Regions from separate parts of the Sus scrofa genome. Here region 1 is linked to region 2. Evidence: chromatin contacts called from public HiChIP or PLAC-seq data. All regions are on one chromosome and are shown on one strand. Each heading gives the region's core, a stretch centred on a gene start, on an enhancer-like site or on the middle of the called end of the contact. The rest is flanking DNA. Distances are from core to core; before and after follow the strand shown.

Region 1 (3,426 bases), core at 571-3,070, 300 kb before region 2:
ATTAAGATACATATATATGTGACTGAAAATTAACAATGTTCAATGGGCCTTAAAGAAGAAAGTAGACAAGAAGCCACAGTGTTCAGCCAGGAAACCCATCAAGTCCAAATCTTTTAGGAGAATAAATTGGCTTGTCATAGGAGACAGGGATAGAATTATGAATCACCAAAGGCATGGGGAAGCCCCAGTACCTCAGAAAGGGAAAGAAATTTAACAAATATAATTTTTACATCCCAGTAAAATAGAGATCACTAAGCTACCAAAAATCACTGGACTGATGAAGAAATTTTGTACCAAGAGTAGATCTTTGTCTCACATTGATCTGAAAAACAAAAGCAGCCCAATGGTCCCTGTCCTTCCAGCTAAGTTTTCTAGGTTCCGACTTTAACTCATTTGCCACCTTCATCCAAGGAACTAACATAACTAACTCTATCACTCTCATGTTTAGCTCAGGCACAGTAAGTCCAAGCCTCCAAGATCATCCATGATCACTAGTATACCATCCCCATACTTCTCTATACCTTCAATTTCTCTGTATGTTCTCTCTTCTTGTTCTAACCATAACTTGGAATCCATAATCCTGGAAGCCACTTCTTCCTAGAGCCCTTTCAAGTGGTGACCTTTTCCTGCCATAATCATTCAGAGTACTTCAGTATTCAGAGGTGGAAAGGGTATCCTAATTAATCTCCACTGTACTACCTCCTCCATTAACTCAGCCCCACTTCAGATCCTTGAAGACCATGGTAATCAGACTACCACCCTTTATCTTTGTTCTATGTTAACTACTTGCTCAAAATCCTTCCTCAACCCCTTCATTCACTGATGACTTAAGCACTTGATTCACTGTCTTTCCATCATGCTAGCCATCATGAAACTTCAACAAACACACACACAAAAAAATCAGTCCAACTCTACGGACTCTGTGTTCCTTGACTTCAACTTCAACCATCTTTTCCTAAACGCCTCCTAGTCTATCTTCTTATGGTTATTTTATGCTATACCTATGCTTGTATCTCCTACTAGGATCATGTAAATCACCAATAATCATACCACCTCTGATAAGTGTTATTTCCACAATCCTACTCTTTGATCACTTCCTTTCCTTCCATTTTACTTATTATCACGTTCCTATTGTGACTACTCTTTGACTGCAGAGGGTCCTGCAATCCACTGACCCTACTGTCTTTTCCCAATCCACCATCCCCCTCATTTTTTTCCTCTTAATCTAGAAACACGCCCTTTCAAGGACTTCTTCGCCCTTCCCCACTCCTATGTCACACTAGCAAGGAAAGAGCTTAGTCTTTCTTAAACCTAAATATATACCTTCTATTTCTCTGTTTCTGAACAAGTGAACTAATTCGAGAAACTGTTGAAAATAGGTCTTACTTCAAATTTATGGCCACAAAACTTAAACAGGCACTCAGAACTACCACAAAAGCCTATAATACTTTTCTTTTTTCGCTACAACCATGTTTTGTGGAATTTCCTGAGCCAGGGATTGAACCCGTGCCACAGTTGCAGTCTGTGTCACAGTTGAGGCAACACTGGATCCTTAACCTGCTGCACAGTTTGTGACTTCCATAAGCTTAATTTCTTTTTTGGCCGCACCTGCAGCACGTGGAAGTTCCTGAGCCAGGGATCAAACCCATGCCACAGCAGCAATCAAAGCCATACCAAGCGAGATTCTTGACCTGCTGAGTCACAGAGGAACTCCAAGTCTACTACATTTTTTTTTATATAAATGTATGCACTCATTCTGAGATGAGTTCACATCTTTTCCTCCTTCCTCAATTCTTTATTGCAAAAGGCTATCTACTCATTCAGCTAATGACTCTGTCACATATTTCATTAATGCCAGAGTTAAAATCAGAGTACTATGGTCAGAGTACTCTTCCTCCCTTCAAAACCATCACCCTACCTCCATCTATACTCACTCTGCTTTATATTATACAATGTAAGGAGAATTCTTGTAGCTACCTAAACCTATCCCTCCAAGGCTACTCTAAGCAGTGTTTCTCAAATTATTTGTGATGAAAGAACATTAAAAAAAATTCTAAGCAATTATAAGTCAACTTTTATCAACTATAACTACAAAAAATAGTTAATAATCATTTTGAAAAGTTTGGCAATTCCTTCAAAAGTTATATATACATCTATGACAGTCTACTCCCAGTAAATTATACAAAATAAATGAAAGTATATGTTATATAAGAACTTGTAAAAGAATACTAATGGCAGCTTTTTTGGTAATAGCCCCAAACCAGAAACAACTTAAACGTCCATCAGCAGATGAATAAACAAATTGTGATCTTAAGTGAACAAATAACCAAACTGAGTAAAAATAAAATTACAACATACTAAAATTTGTGGGGCATAGCTAAAGCAGTGATGAGAGGAAAACATATAGCATTAACTGCATACATAAGAAAAGAGGAAAAGTCTCAAATCAATAATCTGAGCTTCCACTTCCACTTCAAGAACCCAGAAAAAGAGCACTACAAAACCAAGCAAAAGAAAGGAAGTAATAAAAATATGAACAGACATCAATGAAATTAGAAAAATAACAGATAAAAGCCACTGAAACAGTTAGTTTTCTGTAAAAAACAAAAAAATTAACAGACCTCTAGCAAGATGGATCCCCACCCGCCACTGCCAAAAACAAAACAAGACAAACAAAAACCCCAAAACCAAGAGTATTCACAAATAACCAATATCAAGAATGAAATAGGGTAGCAGTATCACTACAGAAGCTACAGATATCCGAATGATAATAAGAGAATTTATGCATAAATTTAAGAACTTAGACAAAATGAACCTATTCCTCAAAGAACCACTACGACCTAACTACCACAATTTATCCAAAATAAAACTGATTATTTGAATAGCCCTGTAACTATTAGTAATTTGAATTCATAATTTTAAAACTCCCAAAACAGAAGTGTTAACTGAGAATTATTAAGAATATTTATTCTACACAATCTCATAAAAAAATGGTGAAACACTTCCAATTTTAAAAAGTTACTATTCTATCCTGATACCAAAAGCAGACAAATATAAAAAGAAAACTAGAGAACAAGATTCCTCATGAATATGGACACAAAAATCCTTTAAATATTGTTAGTAAAATTCATCAATATGTAAAGGGAACTATAAGTTTATATACCATAAGTAAGAAGGCTTTACTTCAGAAATACAAGGTTGATGTGATATTAAAAAATTGATATAATCCATCATTTTAACAAGCTAACAATAAATATGTGCATGGCCATATCAACATAGAGAAAAAACACTTGACAAAATCCAACACTTACTCATGATATTCTCAGAAGCACAGGAATAAAGCAGAACTTCCTGATCTATAACAAAAAAAACTTAACGGCTAACAATATACTTCATAGTGAAAAACTGAATGCTTTCCTCCTAAGA
Region 2 (3,500 bases), core at 88-2,587:
GAGGACATCTTTGGGGGAGACTACCATTCTGCCTATCACAGAGCCCAAGATCAGCACATAAGCAAGTTGCTTCAATATCTAGATATAATTCACTTGGCTTAAGTACTGAAATGCATTTTAATGGGCCAATACTCTTACTATCATCTTTATGCTCTTGGAGCACAGTTCTCTTAGAAGTACTAGCCTTTCTATGTTAAAGAAAGAAAAGAAAACCTTTTCCTTAAGAGGGGGACAGGCAGGCAAAAAAAAGGCAGCTGAGGGGTTCTGCTTTTTCTGTCATCTAATTTGATACCATCTTGCCCAAACAATGATCTCTTCCTCTTTTTTTTTTTTTTGCTTAAAAAAAAAGTTAAAACTTTTTGAAAAGAGTTTTATTTTTATGATGTCATATTGGATTGTTTAAGTTTCATGTGTACAACGTTGTATTTCTACTTCTATATACCCTACAGTATTTGGTTTTAACATTTTCTCAGGTCTCAACTTACAGTTAGCCTTCAGGATGTTTCACCTGTACAGGTTTGTGCCATGTCCATGGTCTTATATGCATCCTTGACTATGGGCCTTGCCCCTGAGATTCTGTTTTTGTTCTTTCTAAATCTAAACATGGGTTGTTTCTCAAACATTTTCTATTTCTTTAATGTCTTTTCAGTGTCCTTCTCATTAGGATAACCCAAGATTACAGAGTAAGCATTCCTTTTTTTAAAGCTACTTATTCTTCTTAAGTGATAGCCACTTTTAGAAACTGACCATGGACTCATTTTACTTTTCTCCGATTAAAAAGAAAAATCCAGTGGATGTGTCTGAACATGCCCATTTGTTCCCTTTCTCTACCATTATGAATTCCAAGGTGACTCAGTCACTTCCTCCCCTGTTTCCTATACCTTCTGCTTCACCAACTGGCTTTTCCTTTCTGGTCAGAATTCATTTTTGTCCTCTAATCAGCTGTTCCACTTTTAGCAATAGGAGCCTCCCAGCAGATGTCTGGGGAGTTAAAGTCATGACATCACCACATGACTATTATGGGCCCAGCGGTCCTTACCCCACCCCTCACCACTTCTCTGTGTCCTTTCATCTCTGCCCACAGGCTTCCACACACAGTCCGGGTGTTTTCCACACAGTACTTGGTTAACGTCTAGTCCTCTGACTTGAGCGGGATGGCTGGAGCTGAGAAAAGTTAGAGCACCAACCAGACATAAGTTCAGGGAGGAGTAGTGAGTGGTCCAAACCCATTCGCATGTCCTAAAGGTAAATGAGCAAAGGGCAAGCACTCTGATTCAGTTTAAGGGAGTCATGGTTTCAGGAAAGAAAACTCCATGCCAGCTATCAGAGTAGAGCATGTGACTGAGGCTATGACAGTCACTACATTTCCCTCTGTGACCACAGCAATTAGAGTTGAGCACACAGCTCAACATCAGTAAACATCAGGACTTTGACTGGGGAGGTAGACTCAACTTTCCCTTCCTTGCCGGTATAGAAAGCCCATGGTTCAGGGAGTGCTTACAGGCATCTGAGGACCACGAGAAGAGCTCTTTTTTTTTTTTTTTTTGCTTTTTAGGTTCACACTCACGGCCCATGGAAGTTCTCAGGCTAGGAGTCAAATCAGAGCTAGAGCTGCTGGCCTGTGCCACAACCACAGCAAAGAAGAAGAAGAGCTCTTTTTAAATGAAGTTGACACCATAGAAGGGGAAACAGACAAAAATGGAAAGAAATTAGGCTTTTGACGGTGACATCACTGAGTCACAAAACCAAACCTTCCCTGTAGCCAGCCCCTCCTTAGGATTTTTAGTTCACTTTAATGTTGCTGCCCTGATGAGTTGGAGTTTCTATTCGAAATGTGTCCTTCTAGGAGTTCCCGTCATGGCTCAGTGGTTAACGAATCCGACTAGGAACCATGAGGTTGCGGGTTCGATCCCTGGCCTTGCTCAGTGGGTTGAGGATCTGGCGTTGCCGTGAGCTGTGGTGTAGGTCGCAGATGCGGCTCGGATCCTGCGTTGCTGTGGCTCTGGCGTAGGCTGGTGCTACAGATCTGACTCAACCCCTAGCCTGGGAACCTCCATATGCCGTGGGAGCAACCCAAGAAATGGCAAAAAAAAAAAAAAGACGAAATGTGTCCTTCTAGCTCCTAACCTTATCTGAAGTTCTATTCCACCAAATTTCAACAAAAGCTAGGAGACTGGGTTAAAATATTAAGTTTATTTTGTTTATTTTTGCTTGTTATTAATATTTCTTAGTATTAAACCTGGGCAAAAAGAAGTGGTTTGTTTTTGTGAGTTGGAAAATGCCAGTGAAAGAGACCAAATGTATAGATAGACAGGATTATTAAAGAGACAGGTGTCAGAAACTAGTCTTGATAGGAGCATGGTAGACTTTGAGTTGAGAAGATAAAGAGAAATTCCCAGGGCACAAGTCCCAAGATAAAGCATGGGTGAAACTTGTCAGGGATGAGAGGCATTGAGGGAGCTCTCACTGATGTGGAAGACAGAGCGGAAGGTGTCTGAGAGGCCACTGATCTGTGGATTGTTAAGGGTGAGGCAACAACTGATTTGGAGTTCAGAGTTTATACAGTCAAGCAGAGTCAAAAGAGGAAGGCAGACTTAAAAGAATCCAGAATGACAGAAGGATGAGAGGTGATTAGAGAAGGTGAGTCTGGCAGGAAGGAAGGAGCAGAGGGTTGGAAAGGAGAGTGTGGGCAATGAGTCAGTCCTGAGTTCTGCCACAGAAAGGCATCTTAATCAACTCTCTGTCATGCCTCTATGCACGCTACAGGAAGGATGAGGAGTTACTCTTTCAAAATGCTGTATTTCCCCTGGATCTTTGCTTCAGTTTCAATCTCAGGCAAAAATATGTCATATCTGGGCAGTAAGAAGCAACTAAACCACTTAAGTCAAATATCAGTGATGTATAAGATTTCCATTCCTCCCCTCCCTCCCCGTTATACACACAAACATCCCTGAAAATCCTACAAACATCCACAAGAATAAACATGTAAAATATCCCTTTTTTGGATGCCAACAGTGGCCCCTTATCAGAAGTAATACTTTTGCTAACAAACTTTAGAGTTCTCTTCCCAAGACTTTCCTCCTTTATTAAACCATTTCCATTTTCCCCTATAACAGGGAAAGCAACTTGTAAAAACCCTAAACAGCTAGAGAGATTATCTAATCCACCTCCCTCTTTTTTGCAATCTGGTAAATTGAGGCCCAGAAAAATACTCATACCATCAGGGGCCAAGCTGGCATTTGCATTAGCAACGCAGTGCCCTGAGCCCTGGCCTAGTTTGTTTCTCTATGTAATAAAGGTCTCTCCTCAGCCTGCTTTTCCCACCAAAACAAACTTTGCAAAAGATATATCTTTTGTACTAAAATTTATCCTTGTTTCAACCCAATTCCTAATTATGCATAGGGTTTACATTGCATGTGTGTATGTTTTATGGATTTTAGTCTCTTTCCCCCATCAGAGTGAGAGCTCCCCAGGCATGGACTACCTCTCTGCTTCTCACA

What was found. HiChIP or PLAC-seq counts read pairs in DNA pulled down with a chosen protein or histone mark.
Region 1: an H3K27ac HiChIP or PLAC-seq map of alveolar macrophages shows a contact between it and region 2. The contact joins two enhancer-like sites. A contact is called at or near these places in 1 of 47 Hi-C or Micro-C datasets (embryonic fibroblasts) and 1 of 2 datasets of contacts at active chromatin or transcription factors (alveolar macrophages).

What each region holds. Positions count from the first base shown.
Region 1 is chr1:223,603,910-223,607,335 of Sscrofa11.1, reverse strand. All of the region lies in intron 8 of SMC5 (structural maintenance of chromosomes protein 5), which reads right to left. Among named protein-coding and RNA genes, the nearest start is that of SMC5, 45 kb to the right of the region's middle. Within about 2 kb of position 1,820, at least 2 of the 83 cell types and tissues checked have an H3K27ac peak or open chromatin away from gene starts, as enhancers often do. A contact at or near this core is called in alveolar macrophages, where this site is marked.
Region 2 is chr1:223,306,313-223,309,812 of Sscrofa11.1, reverse strand. The region is part of intron 5 of C1H9orf135; the gene reads right to left. Among named protein-coding and RNA genes, the nearest start is that of C1H9orf135, 150 kb to the right of the region's middle. Within about 2 kb of position 1,337, at least 9 of the 83 cell types and tissues checked have an H3K27ac peak or open chromatin away from gene starts, as enhancers often do. A contact at or near this core is called in alveolar macrophages, where this site is marked.